Regions from separate parts of the Neogale vison genome. Here region 2 is linked to region 1. The links are chromatin contacts, called in public Hi-C maps. All regions are on one chromosome and are shown on one strand. Each heading gives the region's core, a stretch centred on a gene start, on an enhancer-like site or on the middle of the called end of the contact. The rest is flanking DNA. Distances are from core to core; before and after follow the strand shown.

Region 1 (6,659 bases), core at 3,841-6,340:
GCTGAGAACAGGGACAGGCTGTGGTGTATCTGCGCAAAGCTGAAGGAGGAATGGCACAAAGGCAAGGCAGGCGGGTCCTGGATTGTGGCTCCGAGCTGGGTGGGGCCGAGGTGATGGGGTTCACAGCACCTGGCAGAGAAGCCCACTCTCCATGCCAAGTTGATAATAAAAGTACTCCCCCATTAATGCTATAGATATGCTTCCTTCCTCTTCAGAGCAGGAGGCAACACAGACATCCTGGCTTTTGTTCAGGAGGGGCCCTGCCTCGTGAACGTGAGGGGGGAGCTCGGCTGGTGGCCCAGGCAGCCCAGGCCTTCAGCATCCCATCCTTCCCTCTGCTTGCCTGGCTTCGCGGCAGACTTCCTGTGTGACCTTGGGGAAGTCACAGCCCTCTCTGGACTTGGCACTGTAACTTGGGAGCAGGGAGCAAGTTGTAGAGTTGTCCCCAGCCAGTTGGTCCTGGGGGCTTTTGGATGTGGGTGAATGAGAGCTACTGGGGGCTGGGGCTTGCCACTCCATTGCCACTCCATATCCATCCCCAAGGTCCTGGGGCCCTTCGCCAGGCACTCTCGCCCATCTCAGAGGGAGGGGCTTGTTCTCAACACTATCTCATAGGCTGCCAGCCTGGAAAGCAGACCTACAGCTAGTTGCCACATTAAATAATGATGAAGACTACAAAGATTATAAAAGCTATCATCATGAAGCTGAGTACCAGGAAAAAAAAAAAAAAGGCAAAACGTGAAAAGAAAAGGAATTGCATTCCATCTCTCACTTGTTCCCCCCACAGCATCATTGGACCCCCCTCCTCCCCCATGGAAGCCTGGTCCACGACAGGACAGACAAGGCAGGGGCCTGGGGGACAGATGGCGTTCCTTGTCTCTCAGAGAACACTGGGAAGCAGGGAATGTTCCCCAGGGCTGTCCTGAGACAGACATGTCTACATTCTTGCTCTCGTTCACCCTTCGCCAGCTCTCTGGGCGATACCGAAATAGAACATAGATCACCACACACACTGACCTTCAATTGTTCATGGAACTCAAGTTCAATGAACTTTTACATACATGTAAGCCTGCGTGACACCAACCAGATCATGACAGAAGACATTTTCAACATGCCGGAAGTTTCCTTCAGGCCCCCTCGCAATCAGCAGCCCCTCTGGGGGACTGCCCCCGACACACACACACCACACATTAGCTCTGCATGGTTGAACTTATGAATGGAACACCGTGTACCTGTCCTTTATGCCTGGCTTCTTTCACTCATCCCATCCCACAACAATACCATACCTTGTCCAGCCACTCTTCTGCTGAGGGACATTGGCATTGATCCCCTTTAGGACTACTGTGACCAACCCCTAGGAACCCTTAGTGCCTTTTGGACCCATGAGCATTTGTTTCCCTCGGTTATGGACCTAGGAGTGCGGCTGCTGGGTCAGAGAGTGGGCGACCACTTCCCCTCACAGCTATTTAGATAGTCAGTACGTGCGGTCCCATTTTACAGATACAGAGATAGAGGTTCAGAGAGTTGAAGCAGCTTATCCAAGCTCACGGAATTACTAAGTAGTGAGGTCTGGTCTGGAATCCAGAGAGATTTTCCTGACTCCAAATTCTTTTCAGGAGAGGTCAGCTTTCTTGCTGATCTTTTTAATCCGACTTTCTAGAACAGGTAAAGCAGGTGTGAGGGTGGAGGTAGCCAAATAAAAAGGGAAGGAAAGGGGTGACTCTGATGGCCTGCTCTGCGATGGGCTCCACGGGATGTCCAGGCTGCCCCGGGAAGACACAGTGCCACTCCAAGGAGACCCAGAAGAAGGGGCGGGGTGGGGGGGGGAGACTCTGGAGCCACAAAGGCATGCACAGTCCATCCCCTGGGCTCTCCAGTCTCATTTCCTCCTCCTCCCTCCCCATCCCTCCAGCCACATTGTCCTCCTTATCTTCCCTGACAATGCCAAGCATGTCCTGCTTCTCGGCCTTTCTACCTCAGCTCCCACTGTCAGAACACCTCTTGCTCCAGACATCCACAGGGCACGGCCCCCACCCCACTTGGTTGTGGTCTCTGCCCATCACCCACTGGAAGAGAGCACCGCCATCACATGCTGTCCCCTTACTTTTCAAACTCTGTCTTCGCTCTGTCTGACCTAATATCCTGTGTATATTCGTGGTTTGTTTTTGTTTTTGTTTTTTTTTGCCTAACCTCCATCACAGAATATGAGCTCCAGAGAGCCAGGCCTCACCACCTTGCTTTCTGCTCCACCTTCAACATGCAGAGCAGGCCTGGCGCCTGAGAGGCTCTGTGGGAATACTTGTTGAATGAATAAATGAACGAATGGGCAAATGAATGAGTGAATGACTGACTGAATGAATGAACAGCAACCCCTTGGAGAAGCTACTGGAAAAATCGCAGGCCGAGAGGATATTGTGTTTGCAGTCCCAGAGGCTGATGTTCAAGCTCTGAGATAAAGTTCCCAACAGGGCATTGGTCTAGAGCCCTTGAGTGGGGTGAGGCAGTACAAGTCTGACCATGGTGGCCTCCAGGCCCGGCCACAGCTCAGCCATCAAAGCAGGTTCTCATGGGACCCAGACAAACAGGGGCCACAACGTGCATCCCGGCACCTTCCAGGCTGCCCTGTCAGCATAAGGGGAATTTTTCTATTCTTGAGTGAGGAGGAGGAGATAATGGCCATGGATTTCCCCAAATGCCTTTTTCCTTGGGGGCTCAGAGATCTTTAAAGCAGGTGGGGCTGGGAGGAATACGTGGGATCCAGAAAGGTCCCAACTCCCCCATCCCTACCTACCCTTGCTTAGAACACATTCTTCATTCCCCACTGCTACCTGCTGGCCTGGGAAGCCTTTGCCAATTCACATTATGGCTCTGGGCCTCGGTTGCTTCCTACTACAAAATCGGTGGAAGTTGGCCATAAAGTAAATGAAGTAACAGCCCTGGGTCAGAGGTCTGCTGCCATGAATTCTCATGTACTGGGACTGCTGTGTGTCTTTGGCAAAGTCCTGCCCTCTCTGGGCTTCTGATGCCCCCATGTGTCAAATGAGGGAGTGTGGCAGAACTATCTCTGGGGACTGAAATCCCCCCTCAGGTGTGAGCGAAGGGACTGAGCTCCTGTCCTTTTCCCCAGGAAGAGCAAGTTCATGGAGGGAGGCAGAGAGATGGAACTGAGGGAAGAAGAGGAAAATATGACCTATGAACTTGGCCAAGATTACAGCTTTGCCCTGACCTGCACTTGCTGGATATTTCTTCTCTGGACCTCACTGAGTGCCTGGCTGAGGCATGGACAGTCCAGGCAGGCGGGTGAGGAGCTGTGTTCTATTGCTTCTCTTTATCGAAACAGGGCTCTGAGTTCCAGAAGGTTACCCACATCAGACCGCTTCCTAGGAACCATCTCCCAGAGTTTGTCCAAGCTGCTCACTGCTCTATCACTTGTCTCCCCATTACACAAGACGAGGCCAAGGTAAGTCCACTTTTCACTTCAAGTCACATAGAGAATCCAATTTTCAGATGAAGAAACTGAGGTCTTCCCAGGGATCCCACAGACCACTCACTTGGCCACGCATCCTGGGCTTACAAACGTCAAGTGTCACTTCACTGAAGCCTCACACAGCTCTGTAAGGAACATGCCATTATTGCAACAATGACCACTCAGAAAGATCAGGTGACTCATGCAAGATCACACAGCCAGTGGGTAACAGGGTCAGAATTAAAACCCATGTCTGGAGGCACCTGGGTGGCTCAGTGGGTTGGGCCTCTGCCTTTGGCTTGAGTCATGATCTCGGGTCCTGGGATCAAGCCCTGCATAGGGCTCTCTGCTCGGTGGGCAGCCTGCTTTCCCCCTCTCTCTCTGCCTGCCTCTCTGCCTACTTGTGATCTCTGTCAAATAAATAAATTTTTTAAAAAATCTTTGAAACCCAGGTCTGTCTAACTGGAGAGAGGGTCTTCAGGCTTCCTTTCTGTGGACTGGTGGAGGAAAGGAGCAATCTTGTGTCCAGGAGCCCAGGAGCCTGAAAATCTATTTCCACGGACAAGGGATGAGGAGGGGGAGCCAGGCCTCTGCACCTGTTTGCTTGAAACAAAAAGGCTACGCCTAGAAAATGGCCTTGCTCACTGCCACACCTCACTCAGGTCTCAGGTCAAAGGGCATTTCTCCATGCACACCTTTCTTCTAGGACCACTGATTCTAAAATAGAACCCATCCCCCACAATACCTTTCCCTTTAGACCATAACACCAATCACCTTCTGAAGCACTCTTGTCTGGTGTCTATTTATTTATTGTTTGTCTCCCCTGAGAATGTAAGATTTTACTGTCTTATTTATCACCATCACCCCAAGGCCTAACACAGTGCCTGGCACACAGTAGTTGTGCCATCAATATTTGCTGATGGGAGGCATGCATGACTGAGTGACTTTTCCCCCAATAAGTGGAAGAAAATGGAGCATCTATTATCTGCTGGGCAAGGAGGAGAGGGCAGACCCATGCACCTCTCATTTCTTCCATAGCTTTTGTTAACCCATTTCACGGATGGAGAAACTGGGGCTCCCTCCAACATCAAAGACCCATGGAGAGTGAGTGGCCAATGAAGCAGTCCGTCGGGATTAACCCCTTGGCGGTCTGGCTCCAGGCCCAGTGCTCTTTCTAAGGGCGGGGGGGGGGCAGGGCCCAGAAAAGAGACGCCAAAGGCCCCCAGAGCCCTAACAGGGGGCTGTCGCTGCGCGGCCACCAGGCTCTGGCCTCGAGCCTCACAAGCCACACCCTGGGCCGAGCGGCTCCGAATTCCTCCCGCCCCGCCCCTGCCCCCGCCCCGGCCTGGCACCGCCCCCCACCCCCGCACCCTCTACTCCTACCCCCATCCCCACCCGCCCCTTAGCAGGATGGGAGAACCGGCCACCGGTCGCTCGTGGGCACCCCCCGGACCCCCGAAGTTCCCCCAGCCCCCGGCCCGCCCGCCCCGAGCCCCCAGACTCGGGGCGCCCGCAGGCCCCGCGGGTCAGCTGGAACCGGCAATTTCCCGGCCGCCCGCCCCGCCGCCCGCTCTGTACTTAGCCTGATGACGGGTTCCCGCGGCCCTAATGGCGGGGCGGGCGGCGGGTTCAGGGCGGGCGAAGCCGGCCCAGCCGGTCCCGTGCTCGGCTCTCAGGCGGCCGCCGGGCCTGTGTCATCCACCAGGAATTTCTGTTTTCCCCTCCGCGGGGCTGGAAGAAAAAACAATAATTAGGTCACTGGGCAGGCGGCAGAGAGGGTGTGGGACAGGCCAGTGGCGCCCTGTTGGGCAGGGAAAGGGTCTGGGAGGATGATGGGGAAAGAGAGGCCCCCACAGTGGCCCCTGTCCCCTTCCTGCCCTCCCCAGGATGCCAGATGATGGAAGTAAAGGCATTCCTGACCTTTGCCAGTGTTCACTAGTGGGTCGGCTCTTGGGAGGCATTAACTGGGCACCTCTGGGCACCTAATTCTGTTCCAGGCGCTGGGGTCTGAGCGCTGAATAAGAGAAGGAAGGACTTGGTGAAAAGTCCAACCAACGGCCTACAGTGATAGACAGTGGGAGGCCTGCTGGATAGCACAAATGAGTTTTAGGGGAATGTGCCTGCCAGATATGTTGGGGGTGGGGGGCGCTGGGGGCAGTTTAGGGACCATCTCCTCCAGGAAGTGTCACCTGCACAGAGCCCTGTTAGAAGAGTAAGGATTGGCCAGGACAAGTGGAGGGGGAGGCAGGAAAGGTATTGGAGGTGGAAGGAACAGCATATGCAAAGGCTCAGAGGTAGGATGGTGCATGTTATGGGACTGAATGTACAGTAGAGAAGCATCACATGAACATTTCACTCTGAATGTGATTTCACGGATTAAAGACACACATTTTTGGCCCAGTGAGGCCCCTGGACACAAAGCAGCTACTTTGGTGCCCCACTGAAGATAGCGCCACGTGTTTTTACACTGGAGGAAAATTATTTTGGACTTCCTGAGAGGTGCTAGGTCTAGGTACTGTACCTTTGGGCAGGTTAAAAGATTTTCAACAGTCATTTGGGTTTAGCACATTGCTTACCTTTCACTCTGACCTTAGGACAGCTCCCTGGGGAAGATGGGAGCCAGAGCAACCCTATCCCGCTGTGTTGTCTCAAGTATGAGTGATGAGACTGGGGAGGTGGGCATAGAGGGTTCTTATGAGTCATGGTGGGGAATTTAGACTTTATCTTAAGGGAAATGGGGAACAATGGTGTAAAGCAGGGTGGGCGGGGACAGGATCAGATTTCTGAACATTAATAGCCGATAATAACCACCATTGATTTGCTCCCATTATGTGCCAGCATAGGGCTAACGAAGTGTTTTACACACAGTATCTCACTAAGCTTGATGACAATCTGGTGAAACTGTTTCTTAGTCTTATTTTATAGAAGAGGAAATAGCCAGGGAGGTCATTTGCCCCAGGCCGCCTGCCAGTGGAGGGCAGAACCAGAACTGAAACTTGCTAGAGTATGTTCTGGGAGCTCTGGTGAGAAAGACAGAGGCTTTGTCCCGATCCTCAAGGAGCTTGTTGTCCGCTGGAGAACATGGGAGCATGATGTATGGGTCAGAGCCATGTCAGAGCACAGTTTACGTCTCTCTCCCATGATGACCCAGGAGTAGATTGTCCAGGACAGGAACAGTGGTCCTACTCCGGGA
Region 2 (6,159 bases), core at 3,449-5,948, 120 kb after region 1:
CATCTCATTTTACACCGTGTGAAAAGAGGTCCAAAGAGGGGAACTGGCCCCAGGGTCCCAGAGCAAGCTGATGGATGGGATCAGGGTTTGCTGTGAGCAGCAGGAGTCAGCACTGCCCAGAAAGGGGCCTCCAGGCCACCTGGGCTCCTTGTGGGGGGTCAGGTGGGCACTGGAGCAACTGGTGGGTGCCCCTCAGTTGGCCTGCTGAGTATGCTGCTACATTCTCCAGCGAGGTGCCTGCTCTCCCCAAGTGTGTCTGTCTGTCCATCTGTCTTGTCTGTCTGCCTGCCCGCCCGCCCCACGGCCCCAGCCCTCTTTCCCCCCGAGCCCTGGAAGGAGCAGTCTCCTTATCAGGATGCGCACGGCTGAGCTCCAGCTATGTACCCGCCCAGTTCTAGGAGCCAGGCTGGCGGCAAGGCAGCAGGGGTGGAGTGGGCAGCAAAGGGCTCCCCAGTTCTCAGTCCCGGCGGCCCACACCATCGGGCAGGGGAGGAAGCAAGAGGGTCAACCTGGCACCTCCTGAAAACTCTTCCCAGGCCATCTGTCCTCCCACCTACCCCCAGCGTGGCCTCAATGGAGAGAGGGGAGAGGGGAGAGGGCTGGCAAAGAGGCAGGGAATGGACACCAGGCTCCTGTAACAGTGCCTCCTTTGGGGAGGAGGGAGGGAGTCAAGTGCCAGTGCTCAGGCTAGAATCAGATATGGAGAATCTTCCTAGAGCCTCCCAAGAACTAGTAGGGAGACTGTGAGGGCAGGTTACTCATCCAAGGTCAAGATTACTAAAGACCCTGGGACCAGGGCTATGGGGAAGAACTGTTCCACTACAGCTCACCCCTCAACCTGTACCCCACCCCCAAGTTGGCCAAACTCAAACCACCATCTAAGTTGGCATCTAAGCTGGGGAGAGAGGGGTGTGCATCCCTTCTGGCTCTCACACACTTGAACAGACTAGGCACCTTGACTCTCAGCAGGCCCTCTTCTCCTCCTCCTTTCTGCCCACCTCCCCGGCCCACCTCCCCGACCCACCCTCCAAGGCTGTCTCCAGACAGAACTATGGAGCTCCAGGAGGGGATCCTGTTAACCTCCACATCCCACAGCGCTCAGATAGTTCAGACCTGAAGACCTGGCCCTTCTTCCCCCATTTCTGACCCATCTCCCAGGGGAAGACTGTTTCTCGAGGGCACCCTACTCATATTTCTACTCTCTCTGCTATACAGCACCCAGCATCATCATGCCTGGCACACAGTAAGTGCTCAACATGTATTTGTGGGCACACTGACCTGGTAAGAGAGAAAGTAAGCTGCCAGGGCCTGCTGAAAGCACAAAGTGGGCCCCACCAATTACCTCCCATGCACCAAAAATGACCGGTGACAGAGCAACCACCAACAGGGACCCTTGCCCCAGAGTGAGGGAGGAGACCGGGTATCATACAAGAGGAAGACACTTCCAGGAGAAGCTGTCCCAAAGAGGAACAAGGAGCACAGAAAGCCTCCCATGGGCCACAGGTACTGCCAAAAGCCCTTGAGTCGGGCCTGGAGTGACCATGCAGGGATCAGGGCAGCCAGATCCATGGAGCTTCTCCCCAACCTCCCCCCACCCCCCCAATCAGTGCTCTCTCTTCAGGAACCACCAAGACAGCTACACCTGCCTTTCCCCCCAGCCACCACCCCCACATGTGAACAAAACATCTGGGACAAATCCTGGGCCCACCGTCCCCTTCCACATTGGGAGTCTGGAGATCTGTGATCTGACCCACTATGTGCCCCCAGGCTGGGCTGACTCTCCGGAGGGGACATAGGCTGGAGGAGCTCAGAGCCTACCCAGGCCCAACAGCCTTCAATCTTCTAGAAGTCTCACCCCCACAGAATCCCCAGTGCCACCAAATGCCCACACCCCTAAGATGCTATGGGCTAAATGTGTGAGCCATGCACTGCAGAGGTCAGAGTGGGGCGGGGGCCATCCGGCAGTCCTCACTTCTGCTCCAGAATCCAGGGCCTGCTCAGTAAGCAGGGCTGGGAGTGGGGTGTGTGTGGGGGAAATCCCAGGAAGAGAACAAAGAAGGGAGGCAGGTCTCAGAGGTAAATAAATTATCTGGCTTCCTTGCTTCCTCCACCTGCAGTCGCCTCCAGAACCCTCAACTCTAGAAAAACTGTACACAGAAATGACAATGATGACCACCACGGGCGGGGGGGGGGGGGGCTGATATTTGACACCCAAGGGATGCTGCCAGCAACCAGGGCAAGAAGGTGATCTCCACCTGGAGACAGCTTTGCTCCAAATTGCACAAAGGAACCAATGTGACAATTTATGAACACTTCTGACTCTAGACATGAATTGTCTACGCCCAATTTCACAACTTGTGTCTACCTGGATACAGGGAAGTACAGCATAGGGATAAGCATATGCACACAAACGCTACAGGCCTGGGCACGGACTGAGGGTAAAATGAGGAGGGGGGGGACTGGACGACACTTGCGTTTGGTTTCTCCTAGGCCTGCCCTTCTCTTTCACCGTCTATGAAGCTGCAGCCTACATTAGGTCCCTGAAGCTGCAGAGAAACTCCAATGCCACCCTTTCGAGTTTGCCCAAGTCTTAAAAAGGTGCCATTTGACACGTGTGCCACTTCCCGTGCTGTCCTGCCCGGCACGACGCCTCCACCCGGGGCTCCCACGCTCCAGGGGCACCCGCGGGTGCAGCCGCAGCTCCACCCGCCCGCCGGCCCGCGGTGTTCCGGCCCGAAAAGGCCCCGGGAAGGGGAACCCCCCAGCCCCCACCGGCGCGAGCGCGCTCACCTGGCCCGCAGAGCCGGCTGAAGTGGTAGGGGTTGCAGCACACGGTGGGACCGTCGGCAGCGGCGGCGAAGCTGTGGCAGCCGCACAGGGGCTTCAGCTCCACGGCGTGCTGCAGGTCGGGCCAGCGGAAGAGGCGGCCGAGCAGCAGCTGCGGCGGCGCGGGCTGGCCGCCCAGGCGGAGGTCGGCGCGCGGCACCAGCACGCAGCCGCCCGGCACGCCGCCGCGGGACTCCACCGCCTCCAGCAGCGTGTCCAGCGAGCGCTCCTTGAGCCGCTTCAGCAGCGAGTACGTGACGGTCTTGAGTTCCTGCTCGAGGAGCAGCAGCCGCGAGCGGGCTTCGCGACTCCGCCCGCCGCCCGCCGCCTCCAGGGCCGCCCCGGCCAGGGGGTCGCCGGCGTCCCGCGGCGCGCCCGCGGCGTCCCGCTCCGAGAAGAGACAGCAAGTCACCGTCTCGCAGTCACTTTCGGGCAGCCAGCCCGGGCCTCCCGGCTCCGCCACGTCCAGCGGGGAGTCCCCAGCGCCGGCCCCCGGCTCCGACATGGGCCTCGGGGGGCCCCCTGCGCGCCGGCGCCTCCCCGCGCCCTGGGCGCCTCGCTGTCCCACCGCGTCCCGTGGCCGCCGCGGGGCTACCGGGCGGACTTCGGAGCGGCCGCAGCCTCCGCCTTCTCGTGCCCGCGGGGCCGGCTCAGCTCGGCTGCCCCAGCTCCCATCCTCGTCGTCGCCGCCGCCGCCGCCGCCTTCCTCCCGGTCGGGGACCACACGACTTCGCCAAAGTCGCCGCACCAGCCCCGAGCGTTTGGACCTGAACATACGATATCCTTTGGCGCCGGGGGTGGGAGGGAGGCGGTCTCCGGTTACCGGGGGTCCGTTCCCTCAGCGAGGCGCCGACTGCGCGGGCCGCAGCCCCACATGAAGCTCCGCCACCGGGCGCCGTGCAGATTGCGCACAGCCTGTCGTCGAAGGGGCGCCGCGGGGCTGCAACATGAGGGAGCTCGCCGGGCCGGGACGGCGGGGAGCAGGCGCGCGCCGAGCCGCAGTCCGCGCGGGGCCAGCGGCTACATGGACCCCGGCGGCCCGGCTACTCAGCAACTCCAGCCCCGGCGCTGGAGGGGGACTGCAGGCGGCGCCGCGCCAGAAAGACCCCGCATGGGCCGGCGAGCCTTCAAAAGTTGCGCGTTTGGTCCATGAGCACAAAGCGCTCGCGCCAAACCCCCCAGAAGTGTCGGGGGCAGCCCTGCCTTTAAAACCCAAGCGCTTAACTACATGGGCTTTTCCTGCAGGATCCGAAAGGCAGGCTTGTTGATACCCTCAGCTTCCTTCTTACTCCCTGCAAAAAGGTAAAAAAAGGAAAGAAAGAAAAAGAACCCCAAACAAAACCAAAATCCTGGAATTGCATGCACGAGAAGCCAACTCCGTCTCAGGTCCCAGGCGCTAGATGCACTTGGAGCAAGTTTCTCCAGAACGCGGGTGTCAGCACTTGAGTGGAAACTGTAAAAATCCCAAGAGCTGTTGGGAATCCTTAATTAAAAATGCAATCCACCGAGGCAGAGGTCGCAGCCCGCCCCACGCTGCGCTCGGACGCCTGGGGCGCCGCGGCTGCAGAGGTCGTCCCCCTCCCCCCTCCACAAAAAGTGCCTCCCGGTGGCCTCGCGGTCCCTGCGAGGTCTGGCGAGGCAGCGCCCGGCGGCTCTTTCTCTCGGCTCGGCTCCCTCGCTCGCTCCCCTGCTCGGCTCTCTCTCTTTTTTGTTCTCCTCAAACGCACACTGAGGGCCCCCGGAGGAGCGCCGCGGAGTCATTGGCTGCCTCCCATCATATGCCAGTCTAGACACTTTGGCGGCTCCGCGGCGCTGATTGTTGCGCAAACAAGGTTTCAAGTTTCTTAACTCTTAAAGGAGAACACGTCCCATTGCAGGGCCCGAGGCTCCGAGGGGCCGGCTCCCGGGGCGGGCCGAGCCCGGGCTCCCGCCCCACGCTCGCCCCGGCACCCCCGCCCGGAGCCTGACAGCGCCCACGGACCGCTTTCTGGCCCGCGTTGCGCCGCGGGCACGGATGCGAGCGAGCACACGCACACGCCCGCGCGCGCGCGCACACACACACACACACACGCGAGTTACACAAACCAGGGGTGAGCGCGCGAGGACTCGGTGGACCCACTGAGACTTATATGCAAATGGAGCGCTTTGCCTCTCCCTGGCTTGTGCACAAACTTGCAAACACACATTGCATTTTCGAGTTGGTCCAAACCCCCATCCCAGGGAAGGCTAATAAATATGGGTGTGCGTGTGTGCCTTCCCGGCTCCAGTCCCTTGGGAGCAGGGGAGCGGCTGATTTGTTGGGGTAGCGGGATCTTCCGCGATGGCTCAAGGTCTCCACATCCCCTGCGCTGTCAGGGGTCGCTCTGCTGGGCCAAACGGGGGGCGTGGGACGCTTGGCACATGGGGGCTCCAGGCTTGCGCGAGGTAGGGAGTTGCAGGGAATGGGGTAGAGGCGGGGAGTGTCCCTTCTCCGGCTCTTCACGGTCGCCACGGCCCTCCCTCGGAGCTAGGCGGACCGCCAGGCGTCCCGGGCCCCCTCGAGGCCGGGTGCTTCCTCCTCCCCTTTCCCCAACTGACTCCGTACACCACCGAGAGGAATGTGGGTAGGGGTCGTGCTTTCCCCAAGGAAATGGAGTGGGTTGGGGGCAGGGTCCCGCCCCGCCGGGCCCCGGGCTGGCTGGGGTGGGGGTGGGGGGCCGCGGCGGTAGCAGCGAACCTCCCGGCGCGGGAAGGGTTAAGGCCGCTCCTGCCCCTGGAGCCGGCGCGGCGGGGTACCTCCTCGGGCGCGCTAGCTCGTTCGAGGGTGGCAAAAGTTCAAGCTTGTAAAGTCGGGATTGGTCCCGCGCGGAGGGAAAAAAGGCCTGGTTCCCCCCTCCCCCCCCGGGCGCAGCGCCGATTGGTCCGGCCTTGGGGCGGGCACCGCCCCCTCCCCGGCGCGCGGCGGCCCGGCCCCCGGCACTTCGCCCCGCCCCTTTCCGGGCGGGAGCCCGGCCCCGCACTGAATGAAAGAAATTCCGCTACTCTCATTGGCCCGGGGCTGGGCGCCATTCCCCCGCGGGGTCCCCGCGCGCAGGTCTCCCCCAGGGGTGCCCACGTGTGGGGCTGGCCCTTTGAGTGTGCGGCTCTGCAAGTACCCTTCAGGGTTGCGAGTCTGCGTGAGCGCTGGGGGAAGGGCAGTACATTCAGGAAGGACTCAGAACCATTTGCTTTTACCTAGAGCCAGGTACTGCTGGCGCCGTGCTCTCCGGGAGAGTTGGTGGTTCTCTCGAAAGGAGCATCCTCATCCCCATCCTCTGCTGCTTTGACCAAATCAAAATCGCTGTCAGCTTCTTG

The links. Hi-C and Micro-C count contacts between places; a contact is called where the count stands out from the background.
Region 2: a contact with region 1 is called in a Hi-C map of fibroblasts, with 5 times the contacts expected there. The contact joins the promoter of SMAD6 here to the enhancer-like site in region 1. A contact is called at or near these places in 2 of 3 Hi-C or Micro-C datasets (fibroblasts and muscle).

The regions. Positions count from the first base shown.
Region 1 is chr13:100,012,866-100,019,524 of ASM_NN_V1, forward strand. No RefSeq gene overlaps it. Among named protein-coding and RNA genes, the nearest start is that of SMAD6, 130 kb to the right of the region's middle. Within about 2 kb of position 5,091, the one cell type or tissue checked has open chromatin away from gene starts, as enhancers often do. A contact at or near this core is called in fibroblasts, where this site is marked.
Region 2 is chr13:100,136,751-100,142,909 of ASM_NN_V1, forward strand. It overlaps SMAD6 (mothers against decapentaplegic homolog 6), which reads right to left and starts at 4,699. Exons shown (of 4, transcript XM_044230083.1): 1 at 2,791-4,699. The coding sequence starts at 3,601.